Regions from separate parts of the Cricetulus griseus genome. Here region 2 is linked to region 1. The links are chromatin contacts, called in public Hi-C maps. All regions are on one chromosome and are shown on one strand. The core of a region is the stretch at or near the end of the contact, and the rest is flanking DNA. Distances in the headings are between cores, read along the strand shown. Region 1 has its middle 210 kb from the start of Xxylt1. Region 2 holds the start of Fam43a (protein FAM43A).

Evidence for each region. A called contact is a pair of places that touch in the nucleus more often than the background predicts.
Region 2: a contact with region 1 is called in a Hi-C map of fibroblasts, with 2.6 times the contacts expected there. The contact joins the promoter of Fam43a here to the enhancer-like site in region 1. A contact is called at or near these places in 3 of 8 Hi-C or Micro-C datasets (the CHO-K1 cell line and fibroblasts).

Annotation. Positions count from the first base shown.
Region 1 is chr4:58,565,856-58,571,706 of CriGri-PICRH-1.0, reverse strand. No RefSeq gene overlaps it. Among named protein-coding and RNA genes, the nearest start is that of Xxylt1, 210 kb to the right of the region's middle. Within about 2 kb of position 2,911, at least 2 of the 6 cell types and tissues checked have open chromatin away from gene starts, as enhancers often do. A contact at or near this core is called in the CHO-K1 cell line and fibroblasts, where this site is marked.
Region 2 is chr4:58,849,144-58,854,994 of CriGri-PICRH-1.0, reverse strand. It overlaps Fam43a (protein FAM43A), which reads left to right and starts at 2,664. Exons shown (of 1, transcript XM_027412893.2): 1 at 2,664-5,771. The coding sequence starts at 3,647. The coding sequence ends at 4,921.

The sequences.
Region 1 (5,851 bases), core at 1,662-4,161:
CAGTGAAAATAAAAGTGTTGTGTAGAACAGTAAGAAACTGGAAAACCGTAAGACCAACACGGGCATCGCCACAGGATGGATGGCTGTGCAGCTAATAAAAAGGAAGTCGTTCAGGACAATTTAATGGATGGAATACTAAGGCATTATATTTAGCCACAAAAACAGAATGCAAAATTCAATCATGTATACAGTCCTTACCTTTCTCTGTCATTACAACAGACTGGAAAGAGAACTGCCGTGTCTACAGGGACTGTTAATTTCTGCCTTTATGTTCTGTATTTTTTTCATTTTCTGCAATGAACATATATTATTGTCTTGTTTTACATTTATTTGTGTGGATGCACACAGGAGTTCTCACTATTCATGAGTGCCAAGGCACATGTGTGGAGGTTAGGACCATGTGGGTCCCAGGGGTTGAACCCGGGTTGTAGACTTGGCCGCAAGGACCTGAAACACTGAACCATCTTACCAGCCCATATTATAGTTTCTTAAAAATTTATTTTAAGATTCTAGAAAAGTACAACAAAAGCCATGCCACTATCTCTAAAATAATGAAAAACCGCAGCTTGTTTAGATTTTATTTTTTAAAGCATTAAGCAGCAGATTTAGTTGACACCACTACGTTCTCTTTTCCAGTTCTTTCCACCCTCTGTCTCTGGAGACAAGGGCTTTCCAGATCAAATGTGTGCGTGGTCTACATTTTCACACTTCTATTAAGTTAGTTACATAGAATTGGGTTTTTAAGTTCTTTTAAAACTTATCAATTTTCGCATGACCTTTTTCAGGGAGGAGATGAGTAAATGTCTATTCACCCCAGACAGGGCACTGTTATTTCTCAGGAAGTACATATGTCCAGAAACAGCATCTTGGCCCAGCTCAAGCTGGACTACAGAAGAAGTACTTAAAAAAAAAAAAAGGAAAGTCCAGCATTCCCCAGGAACACTGGAATGGGTTCCTGCCTGCCAGAAGGGACATATGGCTTTCCATTGACATGTCAAAGCCCAGGCTGGCCTCCAGGCTCCCTCAGTCCCTGTTTACAAGTACCCACTGGCATCCTGGCCCTCTCACCTCCTCCTCCTCTACCCTAACCTCCAGGCTACAGTTCACAGGTTTCCCTCTCCCCACAGCCACTGCTCCTCCCTATAACCTGCATGATATTTCCATGTCCTGCTTCCCTAGCTCTGGCCATGTACAACCTGCTTGCTTTTCTCTCTGCTCTGAATTCTTCCAGATGCCCCTGGAATAAAAATCTTCTCTCTAATCCCAGAGTGGCCATTTCAATGAGTTGTCTCTTTACAGCATCCTCTCATACAGCATCAACTGGCAGACCAAAGAAAAGCAATTAGTTTGATGGGTGACACAAAGGTAGTGGCATCTCCAAAGAGCACACCCTAGCATGGGTGACAGCCGACCAAAGCTACGTCCTGAGGTTCCCACCTTGTAGGCAGCTCCACTGAAGAGCGATGCCTGCTCAGCAGCAATTGCTTACCACTTATAACCTTGGGAGGGGGCTGCATAGATCTTATAACTTCTAAGTGTCCCAAGTCTTGTGTTATTAGCTTCATAAGTCTTAGGAGCCTTCTTTCATCAGGGAGTGTTTCAATTCAAGGAAAACAGATAACAAATACAATAAAGGTATCATACAGGTAGAGGTAGGTAGAAGACCAAAACTGAAAGAAAATATATCTCACAGGTTAATGGAAGACCAAAAGTGAAAATATACCTTTCAGGTTAAGGCTTCTTCTGTTTATAGCCAAAACAGTTCCTACCTGTGCCTGTCTAAGAGTTAAATCACTGAGTCCTGTGAGAAATCCCTGATAATTAAGGCTTCCATTTGTAATCAGGAATAAGTTCCTGGTCTGATATAAACTGCTGTAACTCTCATTCACTTGATGTGTGTTTTTCCCTGTGATCTGTATTCTTTCCTTTGTTCGTCCCCTTTGATTGTGTCCTTTAAACAATAGATAGCCACCACCCCCTCACCCCTGTGAACACCTTATCTCTCCTAAAAAGGGAGACCAGTGGGGGATATTCTCAAAACCCCCCCAACTAAGGGGGGACAGCCAGCTGGCCAGCCTCAGGTACATCCAAATACAGCTTGCTTTAATTCAGACCATCATGGACTCCGTCCTGTCTTTCTCAAGAATTTCAGGGTTTACAGTAGGAGTAGCCCCCAGCAAGATTTTGAGCTTTGTTGGGTGATTGGCAATTAGATGGCACCAAGTGAAGACTATAGCAACCAGGAACTTTGTGGAGACCCCAACAGCTAGAAACAACTCAAACTCCTGTGTGTAAAACCTTCCTGATTGTATCCTTCTGATGTGGGAAAGCCTGCTTGTCTAGGGCCACCATAGTGGGAAGGAAAGCAGAGCCCTGATTGGAAACTTTCTAAAAATAAGATTGTGTGTAGATTGTGTGTGTGTGTGTGTGTGTGTGTGTGTGTGTGGTGGTGGTGGTGGTGGTGGTGGTGGTGGTGGTGGTGGTGGTGGTGGTGGTGGTGGTCAGGTGCCTGAAGAGGGCATCAGATCCCCTGGAGCTGGAGTTACAAGCAGTTGTGAGCTGCTTGACTAGGAACTGAGTCCAGATCCTTTGAAAGTATAGCAAGCACTCTTAACTACTGAGCCTCTCTTGAGCCCCTGGGAACTTTTTTGGCAGGCTGGATTTGATTGAAAACTCCTCCTGATTTCCTTCCCATGTGAGACCATCCTAACAGCACCAGGGCAGTCACTGTCAGGCTATTTGCTTTGTGCCAGAATGGGTTTGACCCATCAAATTTCTTCCTATTTCATTTGCTTTAAATTATTTCAAAAACCAAAACCACAGATTTAAAACTCGCATATACACTGCAAACTATGTTTGCCTAATCATTGTGTTTATGAAATGACTCATGTCTCACAGCTTGTCCTGCTGCCGAGCTAGCTCCCTGCTCTGTGCAGGCTCTGAGCTCAACCCCCATTGTCTTTTCCCATAAGAGCCTGAGGCCACAGGCCTGGAGGTAATCCACACAAGGGCAACTAATGACAGGGAAAGAGTTCTTCCCCAGCTCCTCCCCAGCCCAACCCACAGTTACCAGGTCTGATTCAAAGGAGAAGTAAAATAGATGTTTGACAATGTCTAGGATTGGGGGCTGAAAAGATGGTTCAGTGGTTAAGAGCACTGGCTGCTCTTCCAGAGGACGTAGGTTCAGTTCCCAGCAATTACATGGTGGCTCACAACCAACTATAGTGGGATCTGATGCCCTCTTCTGGTATAAAGTTGCACATACAATGCAGACAGAGCACTCATACTCATAAAACAAATAAATCTGTTCTTTTGGAAGCTCTGCCTAAGCACCACCTCCCAAACCCTTCTTTCAGAATGCTCTCCAAGATCTTCTCAAGACCATGTATGTAGGATATTTAAGCTGTGTTCCATAGACCTACCATGTGATTTCTCTTCCTTCCTTCCTTCCTTCCTGCCTTCCTTCCTTCCTTCCTTCCTTCCTTCCTTCCTTCCTTCCTTCCTTCGTTCTTTTCATCCTTCCTCCAAAATCACCCAGGAGTGCTTTGCCCAAATTAAAGCTGCTCTTATTAATTTGTCTTGATTTGGCTTATTGCATTGGCAGAGAAACTTAATACCAGGATTCAAAAATACTTATCAAAATATTTTTTTGAATGTGTTTTAAAAACACACAAAATGTCTAGAACTATATAACTCAGTCGTTCACTCAGTCATCAATGACTGAGGAGTGATGGTGAAGGCCCCACTCTACACTTCCCCAGAGGACACAAACATCAAGTAAGTAATTCCATACCTTAGTATAAGCTGGAGGCTTCCCCAGGAGGTGATGACCCAGCCAAGAGCTGGAGGAAGCAAAGGAGTATGTCAGGATCCCCAGAGCCTAGCCAGCCCTTCACACTCAGCTCTTGAGTACACAGTGAGAGACAAGAGCAACTGAGTTGCCTGACCCTAACCTGGGCCTACTCAGTAGCCATGGTGGACTGAACACCCAAGCCCAGCAGAGGCACATGTGATTTTTATGTCCACATCAACAACAGCACAAACAGCTACATCAAACTGTCAACAAAAGCATAAAACCCAAGAATCAGAGGACTCAGAAGTAGAGAGCCTAGAGCACCCCATCTGAAGGCTGACTGACAGCCTTGTAGGCAACAGACAGATTCTAATTGTTTTTAGTAGCTCACTGAAGGATGGAGGGAAGACTCATTTCTTTCTGCCAACATTGCTTCTACTTCTCAAGCTGGGGACCTCTTCCTTGGGAAATGAATAACTGCTGTTTTACAGTTTCAAGATGAGTCTATCAATAGAGAAGAGAATCTTTCTCTCTCTCTCTCTCTCTCTCTCTCTCTCTCTCTCTCTCTCTCTCTCTCTCTCACACACACCACACACACACACACACACACACACACACACACACACACACACACACACACACAGCCTTTCCACCTCATTCCTGAAGATCTTCTGAAGCCTGCTCCCTAGCATCTCCTCTGGAAAAAGATGTAAAGTGTGTGTGTCCCCACACCCACCCCCACCCCCACCCCACAAGCACCTTGTAACCTTGACTCTTCATCAGTGCAGACCTCTCAGCTCAGGGTCTAAACTGCACATCATGATGATCTTATGAAACCAGGCTACAGAAACGGGGACAAATGGCTAACTGTGGTACCTATTAGCATCCTAAAGCGCATGCTGGCCTCCAGGCTCAGCTCACTCAGTACCTGTGGCTCATCTCAGCCTTTCTCACTCTGCCCCCTACCCTAAACCTCTCCAGTTCATGGACTTCTCATTCCTATATAACCCTGCCCTTTCAGCCATGTGCTGTCTTGGTTCTCTCTCTCTTCCTCCCCCTTCCCCCCCCCCCCGTCTGTCTTCTCTTCCCCCAACCATGGTCATGTTCGGTCTACTAGTTTCTCTTCCTGCTCTGGACTCTTCCAGATGCCTCTGGCTGAACTCTCTGTCGCATCTACAATAAGAATGTTCCCTTCAATACCTTGGAGCCGTCATGTCCTCACTTTCTACGTTTTTAATGCACATGTTCATTTTCTCTGGGCTTCGGGTAGAGGTTTTGCCAGTTCAGTTGGCTGGAGAAGCAGAGACTCTCTTAGGGGAAGCCAGATTGGCAAAGCTATTTCAGAGGCTGCTTGGAGACAGTTGGAAAAATCCTTCGGTAGAGTAGTTCAGGTCCTTAGCCAAACACTGGAGTTGCTAAGGCACCTGACACTTACATTCCTCTTGCTGTCTTTATTGAGTTTTCAGTGATGAAAGGAACTCATCTGTGTTTTCCTTAAAATGTCTCCCAGTTTCACCATGTCTTGATTACTTTTCTATTGCTGTGATAAAACACCATAACCAAGGCAACTTTAAAAGAAAGTGTTTAATTTGGGGTTCTCAGTTCCAGAGGATGAGAGTCCATGGCTGTCATGGCGGGGAGCACGGCAGCAGAAGGCAGGAATGGAGCTAGAGCAGTAGCTGAGAGGGCTCATCTTGATCTGCAAGCGTGAGGCAGAGAGAAAGAGACTGAAACTGACATGAGCTTTTGGAACCTCAAAGCCCATCCCCCAGTGACAAACCTCCTCCAACAAGCCACACCTCCAAGTCCTTCCCAAGCAGTTCCACCAAATGGTGACCAAGTATTCAAGTATATGAGCGTATGGGGGCCATTTTCATCAAGCCACCATGAATGCCATTGACTTTTTTTTTTTCCATTTCTAATGCTCCACTTCATGTTCATGTGATTCCTAGTGGGTTTTAAAAACTTCAGTGGGGGAAACTTACAGGGAGCAAGGAACACTTAAGAGACTAAAATGAAATTAGGATGAGTGGCATGATAGAGCATTGCACACTTTGG
Region 2 (5,851 bases), core at 1,415-3,914, 280 kb before region 1:
CACTCCCGTGAGCAGTGTTTCCTTCCAGCTGTGCCTTGGCTCTGTTGATTGAATCACTGGCTTGTCCAGCTTTAGGAGAAAATGGCAGTTTGGTCTGCTACCAGTAGATGGAGTAGTGACATTAAAAGTACAGTACTAGCGTCTAACCGGTTTCTCAATGGACTCTTGGAGGAGGTACTCTCCTACAGCTGCCCTGGATCTCAGATGCTGTCCTGTCTCCCATTCCCCCCTCCCACCGAGGAGATGTAGCCTAGTTGTGATGGGTGCTTTCTGCAAGGGTGGTGGGGCTCTCCAGGAGGCAAGGTAGGCAGACGCCACGTTCAGGCCTGGAGGAGTTAGATAGCTAGGTTTCCCTTCTGGGTCTTAGAGCACAAGCCCATGACATGACTCACACATGGGATGCTCTCATTTGCCTAGAACCTTTCTGCTCTCCCAAGATCGAAAGAAGCTTATTAAATAGGTAGCTAGGCATGACACAGCCTGTACATCTGGCGCTGACACTCTGGCTATCACCAAGAGCTGTGGTAGCCAGTGGATGCTTCCCTGTTACATTGTCCCTGGTTTCTTGGTCACTGTGTGTAGCTCATGGCCATGTCTCCAGGGCTGTGAGACCAGTATTGGTCCTTTTCTTCCTCCCGCAAGCCCTTCTGGCCCTTGGACATTCCAGCCATGTGGAAATGCTTGAGTGTGCGGTCTACTTTAGAATTCAGACTTTGGGATTATAGATCAGGAAGAGGCCATTCAGCTGAGGCTATGTCGATATGCTTCCTCTAGAATATTTTTGTCCTTTGGATTATAAGCTATCATGATTGTCACTCCCTGATATTCCAGCCATTTCAGTAGAAAAGAAAAATCAGTGATGGTTTGATGCTTTAGTAGAATTGTAGTTCATTCCATAGAGGTGTCTGGAATCTCCCCAATAACCCATCCACACAGTCAGGAAGTAAGGCAGTAGGACCCTAATTAAGAGGCTTCATAGGCCCAGCCAGCCATGTAAGGGTCATTCCTTTCTCCAGAGCTGTAGTTCTCAATCTGTGGGTCATGACCCTTTTTGAGGGGCGGGAGTGGGGGACTGAAAGAACCCTTTCACAGGGTCACCTAAGACCATCTTACATCTCAGATATTTGAATTACAATTCACAACAGTAGCAACATTACAGTTATGAAGTAGAAACAAATAATTTATAGTGGGAGGGGTCACTACAACATGAGGAACTGTATCAAAGGGTTGAAGTGTTAGGAAGGTTGAGAACGGCTGTTCCAGAGAGCAGAAGGGTTTTTAATCCATTGTCAGGATAAAAATTCTTAGATAGGGAAACATTCTTTTATTGTTATCATCATTGACTCTATCGTATCTTACATGAATGCTTGCACCTCCATCCTGTAATTTTGCCTACTCTCAGAAAGCCCTCCAATTCTCCTCCTGTTTGGTGAAATCATCTTTCAAACATGACCCCTCCGTGAGTCTTTTTTGATTTTCTTAGTCACAGTGAACTGTTTCTTCTCCTGGATTCTCAGAGGACTTTGGTTTTTTTCTGGCTGAATTTAGCTCAGTAAAAAAAAATTTCTGTAAATTTGCATGTCTCATTCAGCAAATAGAAGTCATTTTGCTTGGACTGAATGGCCCCTAGTGTCAAGTAGGTTGTTTCAAGAGGGCCCACAAATAACTTACTGGCAGAGGGGCAAGCTGGTGAGAGACTAAAAAGTATTTTGTCCAGAGCCAGGCATGGAAATGCATGCCTGTAATTCTGGAGCTGGAGGCAAGAGGATCTGAGTTTGAGGAGAACCTGATCTAGAAAGCAAGATCCTGTCTCAAAGGATGGGGGGAAAACGTAGAAAGAGAGGGAAACAAACAAACCCCACATTGTTCAGTTAGCACATGAAAAAATATCATTTGAATTTTCCCTAAGAATTCTCATCCAATGTGTATGAGCGATTTAATAAAACCGATGGGTCTACAAACAGCAACACAGCCTTACCTAGAAATGTCATATATCTCAAAAAAAAGTACCCCACACTCTGAGGGTGTGTGGCAGGAGAGGGTATTATTGGGTCGAGGGTAGGAACTGGAAATCCCAAAGCTTATCGACCACTCACTATTGTGTTCAATTTTGTTCCCTCCAGTCATCTTGCCACTCACTCTTCACGACCTGCAGTTCACCTGTGGATAAACGGCACCAAGACAATAACAACTAAGTCCTTAACTCTTGTTTTTTCTTTAATAGACGATTATTTAAGAATAGCAGAGAACAGAGCCTGCACATTCTCTTGAAGCTGTCAAAAAAAAAAAAAAATCCCCAACCTTTTTGTACAGGGAATTAGAGTCTACAATCTCATCACCTCCTCCAGAAGTTTCGATCTAGACATACATTTGTTCAGTGAGTTGCAATTTAGCCTAGGGTGGAGTGTCAAAGTTTAAGTCCCTTTTGCTACCGGGTAACTCCAGTTCTTTGTGGTTTCTATACATAAAAGAGATGCTGATAAATTTGGGACGGGATTGCCTAATTGGACTAGTCTTCCCTTTCCCTTGACTAGTGCTTGTAACTGGGCCCCTTTAAGAGGCCAGAAATGCGTGGGCGTCGCAGCCCTATGGATCCTCTTCGATGCTCCTCCCCTGTCCGCTCGGCGAATGGTTCGCGCCGGCCTATATTAACCCGAGATCTTCCTCCCGGACGGCAATGATGTGAGGCGGGCAAGCCGGCCACTGCGCGTATGACCACAGAGGGCGCGCTGCAGACCGCCGAGCACCCCGAAGCGGAGTCGGATGCCCCCGGAGGGAAGCAATGAGGTAGCGGCAGTCCCTGGGAGCTGACAATGCGCGCGTCCTGCCTTCGGAGCCCCGCGCTACCCTGGCCAAGCCGGCTGAGCGCCAGTCCCCGGTGTCCCCTCGGAGCGAGGATGCAGTGAGCCGCGGGACTGCTGTGCCTGGCCCGCCGCGGCCAGCCGGACCACTCGGACAGCACTTAGGGCAAGCTGCTTATTCCGGGACCAGCCCAGCCGAGGGGCTCGCCCTCTCCCGCACCCACTGAGGGTGGGGAGCATCGGCTCCTGGGCGCACTGCTGTAGTTTCCGCGGCTCCTGGCCCTGGCCCAAGACTTGTGTGTGTGTCACGTTCGCTGAAAGAAGAGTTCCTGCTTATTCTCTCACCACTCCGGGTGCTTTGGCCGAGCCCCCTCCCCCGCCCCCCGCTTCTATTTATTTGCACGCACTCATATGGCTTTTTTCTAAAATATTTTCCGTTCCGCTCCCGCTCTCTTTTATTTTGTAGCTTGCCTGAGACTTTTATCCTGGTCCTCATCTGTAAAATATTCTCTCTCTCTCTCTCTCTCTCTCTCTCTCTCTCTCTCTCTCTCTCTCTCTCTCTCTCTCTCTCTCTTTCGCTCTCTCTCTCTCCCCCTCCCTCCCTCCCTCCCTCTCTCTCCTGAATATTTTTTCTTTCTAATATTATATACCCCTCTCCCACACCCGCTGCGGGGTTCTCAAGCACTATCTGGCTGCCTCCATCTCCCTGTCCCGGCTGTGCTCCCAGCTCGACTTTTATTTTCCGGGCTTGCCCGGGCCAAGCGCAGCCGGGGCTGGTGGCCCTGCGGGGCTCGCACCCCGCGCTCGGCCGCCCCCGCCCAGCCGCTCCCGGGCGTCCTCCGGAGATGCTGCCGTGGAAGAAGCACAAGTTCGAGCTGCTGGCCGAGGCGCCGCCGCGGCAGGCGTCCAAGCCTAAGGGCTACGCTGTGAGCCTGCACTACTCCGCACTTAGCTCCTTGGCTAGGGCCTGCCCGGAAGGCGCGCTCAGCCGGGTGGGCAGCATGTTTCGCTCCAAGCGCAAGAAACTGCACATCACCAGTGAGGACCCCACTTACACCGTGCTCTACCTGGGTAATGCTACCACCATCCAAGCGCGCGGCGACGGTTGCACGGACCTAGCGGTGGGCAAGATCTGGAGCAAGAGCGAGGCAGGCCGTCAAGGCACGAAGATGAAGCTGACGGTGAGCGCGCAAGGCATCCGCATGGTGCACGCCGAGGAGCGAGCGCTGCGGCGCCCGGGCCACCTCTACCTGCTGCACCGCGTCACCTACTGTGTGGCAGACGCGCGGCTGCCCAAAGTCTTCGCCTGGGTGTACCGGCATGAGCTGAAGCACAAGGCAGTAATGCTACGCTGCCACGCGGTGCTTGTATCCAAGCCGGAGAAGGCTCAGGCCATGGCCCTGCTGCTCTACCAGACGTCTGCCAACGCTCTGGCAGAGTTTAAACGTCTAAAGCGGCGGGACGATGCGCGTCACCAGCAGCAGGAGCTGGTGGGTGCACACACCATCCCTCTAGTGCCGCTGCGTAAGCTGCTCTTGCACGGACCTTGCTGTTACAAGCCGCCAGTGGAGCGCAGTCGCAGCGCTCCCAAGCTAGGCTCTATCACCGAGGACCTGCTTGGGGAACAACAGGAGGAGGAGCTGCAGGAGGAAGAAGAAGAGGAGCACCTCGAGGGCTGCCTGGAGGAGGAGGAAGAAGACCGTGCGGGGGATGGGGACCCAGCAGAGGAAGACACTGAGGCACAGAGGGCGCTGGTGGTGGCTATGCACTTGGAATGTGGGGACTTGCTGGACCCGCTGGAGAATGGCCACGAGGAGGCGTTGGGGGGCAACGAAGTTTCGCTGGGCCCCAGCTCCGGGACATCACCTCCTTTGCCGGGCTGTGCCTCCGACATGAAGGCCCAACTGTCGCAGCTTATTAGTGACCTGGGCGACCTTAGCTTTGGCAATGATGTGCGCACCCTGGAGTCCGACTTAAGGGTGACACGCCTGCTGTCGGGCGAGAGCACGGGCAGTGAGAGCTCTATCGAGGGTGGAGGCCTGGACGCCACCTCTGCCACCTCTGGCAAACCCTCTGGTCCTGCTGATGGCACCAGCCTAGATGAGCCCTACTCCGGCTAAGCTCCCAGACAACTTCTCCGTGCGCCTGGCACCCCACAGTGGCTCCCCGGCCATAGTACTATTCCCCCTAACCTCCAGGAAAGGGAAATTTATGCACTTGAGGTCCAGACCTGAGTTTGGAATTCCCAGGGGCTGCTTCTCTCCCATCTTGCCCCAGCACTTTTGGCTCTGAGATGGTTCAGGAGAGACAGGCACTACAAGCGAGAGACAGGCAGGCCCTCTGGGGTGGGTGAGACTATGGAAATGGGAGAGCTGGCTGAAGTTGGAAAAGGCGAAGGGCGGGCTAGAGGTGCCCAGCAGCCAGTTTCCTGTTTGTGAGGCAGCTGGAGCTTGGGAAGGAGGGGTAACTTCCTCTCCAGACCCCCCGACTGGGAGGCCTCTCTCTGTCATCAATATCTCATTAACAAAGTCACTCTCATAATATTGGAGGCTTTGCTGGCACTAGCTTACCTGCCCCCAGTTCTTTTGATTATGAGAGCTTGGACTGTTTACCTCAGACTAAAAACTCTTGAAAGGATGCCAAATTTCTCAAATAACTGTACTGGGGAGGGCAGGGTATGAAAGTTGTGTTTTGTTTACAGTTAAAGACATCTAATATCTAAAAAAGAAAAAAAAAAGGAATTTTCCTTTAGAAATACACACCTCCCTCCTGTCCCAAAGAGTGTACTCCATGATGCTGTGTAAAATATTTTTGCACCTTTGTGAAGTATTTTTGACTTTTTTTTGTACATAACTGTTGTTCTCAGAGCTGAATGTTTATATATCTTTTGCTGTGCAAAAGATAGCTGTAAAATGTTGTTAAGTTGTATATACAGAAATGTGTATAAAACATTTTGTTATTTTTTGAGCAGCATTGTTTTGGTTCCGTATGCATGTCAGTGGGGTGAGAATAAAGAGGAAAAGCTGTCAGAAAAACCTCTGAAAATGCTG